Linked DNA regions of Mus musculus: region 1 is linked to region 2. A link is a contact called in public HiChIP or PLAC-seq data. All regions are on one chromosome and are shown on one strand. The core of a region is the stretch at or near the end of the contact, and the rest is flanking DNA. Distances in the headings are between cores, read along the strand shown.

Region 1 (2,700 bases), core at 40-2,539, 170 kb before region 2:
ATGCACAGCCCTAAAACACAGCCTTAACATTAGCTATCAGGACCTGGACTCTCAGCCATACAATCCCAACAGGAAGGCAAGCATCTTATCAACTACGTAAAATATGGGACAAGAAAAAAATACAATCAAAGGCAAATTCAACTATAGTTTTCTTCAAAACTACAGTGAAGGCACTGTGTATTTCAAGATCTGAATGATTCCTGTGTTGCTGATGCTGTGTTAGATGCAGGATGCCAGCTACTACCCCGCTCTGTTCTTCAGGGCAGGAGCAACACTGGCACAGAGTGGAGTGTTTCCCAGGTGCCACACAGTGGCAACACGGTCCTGGCAGGCTCTGCTCCTATGCCTTCTTCCCTTGTAGAGCCCTGAGTTAACACAGGGAGGTCAAAAAAGTGGCCCCGGCTCCCACTCTCCTGCAGCCCAACTTCCCCTTGAAGGTGTCTTTCCCTGGAGACTGCATCGCTCATCAACCCTCCTACCTCCAATTCCCTCCTACTCCCATCCTCCTCCCACCTCCATCCCCCTCCCATTCCCATCCCCCTCCCACTCCCACCCCCTCTCACCTCCATCCCCCCCACTCCCATCCCCCTCCCACTCCCATCCCCCTCCCACCTCCATCCCCCTCCCCTCCCATCCCCCTCCCACCTCCATCCCCCTCCCACTCCCATCCCCCTCCCACTCCCATCCCCCTCCCACCTCCATCCCCCTCCCACCTCCATCCCCCTCCCACCTCCATCCCCCTCCCACTCCCATCCCCCTCCCACTCCCATCCTCCTCCCACCTCCATAGGAAGGTGTGCTTTAGCACAAAAGAAATGACCAGGGTAAGGATGAGGATTGTGACTGCTGGTAAGGCATACTCACTGGTACTGAAGGTGTGTTGTTATTATTGCCATCTTCCTTAAACTCTGCACAACACAGAGAGAGAAACAGAATAGTCCACTTTCCTATGGTCACACAAAGCACACACACACACACACACACACACACACACACACACACACACCATGACACAAATGCTTCTTACATCTTCCGAGTGTAAGATGGCATCTTCCTGTAGTACCATGTTTCGAGCTGCCTGCCCCAGCAGCTAGAAAACAAAAATAAAACAGTAATGATCAAAGCTCCCACCTCTGAGGCGGGCCCAGTAGTGCAGGCTTGTAATACCAGATGCTAGGAAAGCTGGGGGTCACGAGTTCAAGGCCTGTCTGGACGACACAGTAAGGATGGCTAACTTAGTAAGACCCTGTCTCAAAACAAGGAAGTACAAAAAGGGATGGTGACTCAGCCTGGCAGGTCCTAGAGAGAAACTCCGTCTCGCTGGCACAGAGGCAGTTCTGACACAGCTGGGCTCCACACCTACACCCTCTTAAAGAACCAGGGCCCCAGAGCTACTGAGCTCAGTTGGATGCGGCTCTGATGAACACAGCCCGCTCATCAGGTACCGGGAGAAGTCGGCAAAACTGCTTTGGCTGGACCACTAATTTCTGATGCTTTAAAAGCAAGCTTCAGGGAGCTGGAGCAACGGCTCAGGACCTAAGAACATGTGCCTCTCCTGCACAGGACAACAGCTTCAGTTCCCAGCCCCCACACCATGTATCACAGCTATTCCTGGTGCGGGACTTTAATCCCAGCACTGGGGAGGCAGAGGCAGGTGGATCTCTGAGTTTGAGGCCAGCCTGGTCTACAGAGTGAGTTCCAGGACAGCCAGGGCAATACAGAGAAACCTTATGGAGAGGGGGAGAGGGGAAGGAGGGGGGAGAGGGAAAGGAGAGGGGGAGGGGGAGAGGGGGAGACGGAATCTGAAGGTTTAAGGAGAGAAAGGAGGAAGAAAAAAAGGCATGCGAAGAAGCTCACGGACTGGGGTTGTATTGGAGTGGTGGGTGACTATCTGATGTGACATGACAAGGCCCTGAGCTTATCCTCAACACAAAAGAAAGGAGAAAAGAGAGAGGAGAAAAGAGGAGGAAGAAGAGGAGAAGGGAGAGGAGAAGGAAGAGGAGGAGGAAGAGAAGGGGGAGGAAAAGGAGGAAGAAGAGAAGGAGGAGAAGGAACAGGAGAAGGAGAAAGAGGAGAAGGGGGAGGGAGGAGGAAGAGAAGGAAGCAGAGGAAGAGGAGGAGGAAGAGAAAAGGAGGAAGAGAAGAGGGGGAGGAGGAAAAGAAGAGGGGAAGCAGCAGCGGCCGCCATTGTTGCCACTATTCAAGGCTTAGAGCAGGTAATCGCGTCATGGGAGGCAGCCAGATGGAGCTGAGAAAGAGAAAAAAAGAGGAAATGTGAAGGCCAACTTTTGAATTTGGTGTCAGCTGGGCCCTGAGACCAAAAGAGCAATGGGGAACTCCGATTCAGCACGGTGACCTGACCTCCAAGCAAAGCTATAGCTGTGTGAAGGCGAGGGAGACCAGTGAGACCCAGTGAGACTGCGACTGCAGGCTTCCTGCAGCTGTGTGTGGCCCTGGCTCACAAGGGAACCCCGCGGAGGCAGTTCTGTGCATCCCACCAACACATCAAATTCTCCGGGCTCACCTTGGCTAGGAAATCTCTAGCAGCTGACGACCCCAAAGTAGCCAGGACGTCAGCACTGGCGTAGTTCATTTTGCGCTCTAAAATTTCAAACTTGTAAACCTCGTGTGCTTCTGAGGCCTGAACACAGAGAAGCGCCCCCACCTCTGCTCCTTCCTGCCCTGTTCCCTGCCATGCGGA
Region 2 (2,700 bases), core at 31-2,530:
AACAGTTAAGTCAGTATCCTTTTGCCCCAGAAACAACTTATTTATTAATCTTACTTAACCTTGGCAAGGACACTATTAACTGGAGATACTGAGTTACTTGTCCAAGATCTCACAAGAAGGAGACAGAGGAGTCAAGGCCGGCTCACTGGGCATGGTGGTGCATACCTTTAATCCCAGCATTCCAGAGGCAGAGAGAGGCTGGCAGATCTCCAATTTCAAGGCTAGCCTAGTCTACAAAGAGAGTTCTGAAACACTTACACAGCTACACACACAAAAAATATCACCACCACCATCATCATCGTAATATCGATAAAAGACAGGCTCACATTATGTTATTCTGGCTGGCCCAAACCCACTATGTAGACCAGAGTGGCCTCAGACTTACAGAGATCCTCCTGCCTCTACGCTGGCACTAACCCAGTTCCTTTTTGACTTCCAAAGCTGTGATCTTAGAAGCCCAGAAAGAAGGCTGGAGGGCTGGCTTGGTGTGTAAGAGCACTGGCTGTTCTTGCAAAGCACCCAGGTGCACACAGTGCACCGACATAGATACAGGCAAAACACCAATATGTGAAAAATAAAACAACAGCAATCTTTTAAAAAATTAAAAAATAAAAAAAGTTGTTTTGAAAGAAAGAACACAGGAATCCCCTTCACAAAGAACTACAGAGCAATTTCCTTCCTTAGTGTGAAGTGCGGTGTTCCAGGGACAAAAAGCCCTTGCTAAAGAAATTAAATATTAATGACAGAATTTTAGAGAGCAAATGGGGTGCAGGAGTGGGCAGAAGTCTTGGCTGGGGTACCTGAAGCTGGGGGGCTGGGGACCAAACAAACTGTTGCCTCTTCTAGTGATTGGCTGAGTGGATTCTGCTAAGTAGTCACCACAGCCACGTGCTTCCAACAAGGAGCGTGGAGCACCCAGGAAACGTGCTCCCAACAAGGAGTGAGTGTGGAGCACCCAGGAGCCGGAGCCCGCATGCAGCTTGGGCTCCTGCTGGCTCCTCGTTTGGAAGCCCTGGCTCTCCATCAGGACCATCAGTGGCTAGGAGCACCTGGAGGACAGGCCTCCAAGGCACAGTAAGGTGGGCCAGGGATGACCTCACTCGGCCTTTGGACCTTCCCCTAGCTGCTGCTCCCAAGGCCACCAGCACAGGGCGCCAAACAGGAACCAGCCCCACCCTTAAAAACAAAAGAAAGCAGCTGGGCTCAGCTGGGAGCGGGTTCTGGGCTAAGTCTGTTGCTTCCAGTCTGAACCAGAGATTGGCCAAGTTTGATCTAGGTCATTGGAGCAGCAGTCCTGACCGTCCACTCTGACTTCCCGAAGGGAGGGGAGGAAAAAGAGCGGCTTGCAGGACAGACACGCCCCCTCCACACACCCACAGCTTCTGCCTGCTGAGCAGTCTTGAAAACTAGAGCCCAAAGAGGCCTGTCATCTGTCTCCATTTTCCTCCTTCGGACCCACATTGGACAGACTTCACACACTGGCTAGCATATCCTGGCCTTTTCTTTCAGTCAGGTATCCATGTGTAGGGCACAAACTTCACATTCATCCTTAGGAATGGCTTATCTGTGTCACTAGCTCCTCCCCGCCTGCTTTCCCCATCCCATCTCCGTACACTCTTCAGAGCCCACCAGCCTCCCTCCCTGTCTTACTTGCACCAAAAGGTCAGAATCAGGGAAGAACAACAGTCCCCACATCAGCCCCCATACACAGAACGTGGCTGATCTGGGGCTTTCCAGTCCGATGGGCTGGGACTTCCCTTAAGCTCCCAGATGACAGAGCTAAAGCAGTTTCCCTGCCACAGATGGCTTTTTGGAAAAGAGGGGATCATCTTTGGTTGCCACCAGTAGCCCATCCTGAAGCCAGAAGACTGACTTAATCCAGCCCGACTCTTCCCCTCAATACACCGAGCCCCCGAGATAGATTTCATCCTGACTCGCTCTCGGCCTCTCTCCACCCTAAGACCTGCAAGAACTAGCAGGGCAGTGAGTTGGGCAGAGAGAGAGTGGGAGGGAGCAGGATTCATTCCGCGGCTGGGATATGCTGATCCAGGCAGGAGGCGGGGCCTGCACAGCTGCAGGCAGCCCCCCTGCCCTGAGCCCGTGAATGGGCATGCACCCTCCCGCCTGCCTGAACTGCTCCTGAAACAGTTGGTCCTAATGAACACTGCGCAGGCAGGGCAGCTGTGGGCATTATCCATATGCATGGGAGGTGTATATTTATCCTCACATCCCACTCCACTCTGCAGCTGCCGCCATCTCCTGTGCCAGGAGAGTGAGCGGGTACCAGGGCCCAGGCTGCTCTTCCCACCCCCACCCCACGTCCTAGCCTTCCCTGGCTAACCCACACCACAGCCTCCACTTGACCCATTTAGAGGCAGAAGTGCGTGTGTGTGTGTGTGTGTGTGTGTGTGTGCGCGCGCGTTTGTACGCACTCAAATGTGTGAGTGTATTTGAGAGCGAGTGTAAGACAGTGCGCACACATCCAGTTGGCGCTTTTGATTTCCTCTGAAGCCTCTTGATTGCAGGCACACAATGGCATCTTGCTGCCTGCCCTGCTCCCTCAGCAGCCTGGGGTTCTGTGCTGCCTCCTCCCTAGAGCTGAGATTTTTCTGCTGACTCTGGGCACAGGGTTGACAAACCAGGAAGAGAAGCCTGAACTAGGCTCCCACCCTTGACCCTGGTCCTTTCTAAGCCCCCATA

What was found. HiChIP or PLAC-seq counts read pairs in DNA pulled down with a chosen protein or histone mark.
Region 1: a contact with region 2 is called in a FOXA1 HiChIP or PLAC-seq map of pancreatic cancer cells. The contact joins two enhancer-like sites. A contact is called at or near these places in 3 of 115 datasets of contacts at active chromatin or transcription factors (effector CD8 T cells, embryonic stem cells and pancreatic cancer cells) and 3 of 9 other capture datasets (adipose tissue, liver and pancreatic islet).

What each region holds. Positions count from the first base shown.
Region 1 is chr19:46,697,945-46,700,644 of GRCm38.p6, reverse strand. Borcs7 (BLOC-1 related complex subunit 7) reads right to left here. Exons shown (of 5, transcript NM_025563.3): 2 at 1,027-1,089; 3 at 864-907. Among named protein-coding and RNA genes, the nearest start is that of As3mt, 8.2 kb to the left of the region's middle. Within about 2 kb of position 1,289, at least 81 of the 459 cell types and tissues checked have an H3K27ac peak or open chromatin away from gene starts, as enhancers often do. A contact at or near this core is called in pancreatic cancer cells, where this site is marked.
Region 2 is chr19:46,523,366-46,526,065 of GRCm38.p6, reverse strand. No RefSeq gene overlaps it. Among named protein-coding and RNA genes, the nearest start is that of Trim8, 23 kb to the right of the region's middle. Within about 2 kb of position 1,280, at least 254 of the 459 cell types and tissues checked have an H3K27ac peak or open chromatin away from gene starts, as enhancers often do. A contact at or near this core is called in pancreatic cancer cells, where this site is marked.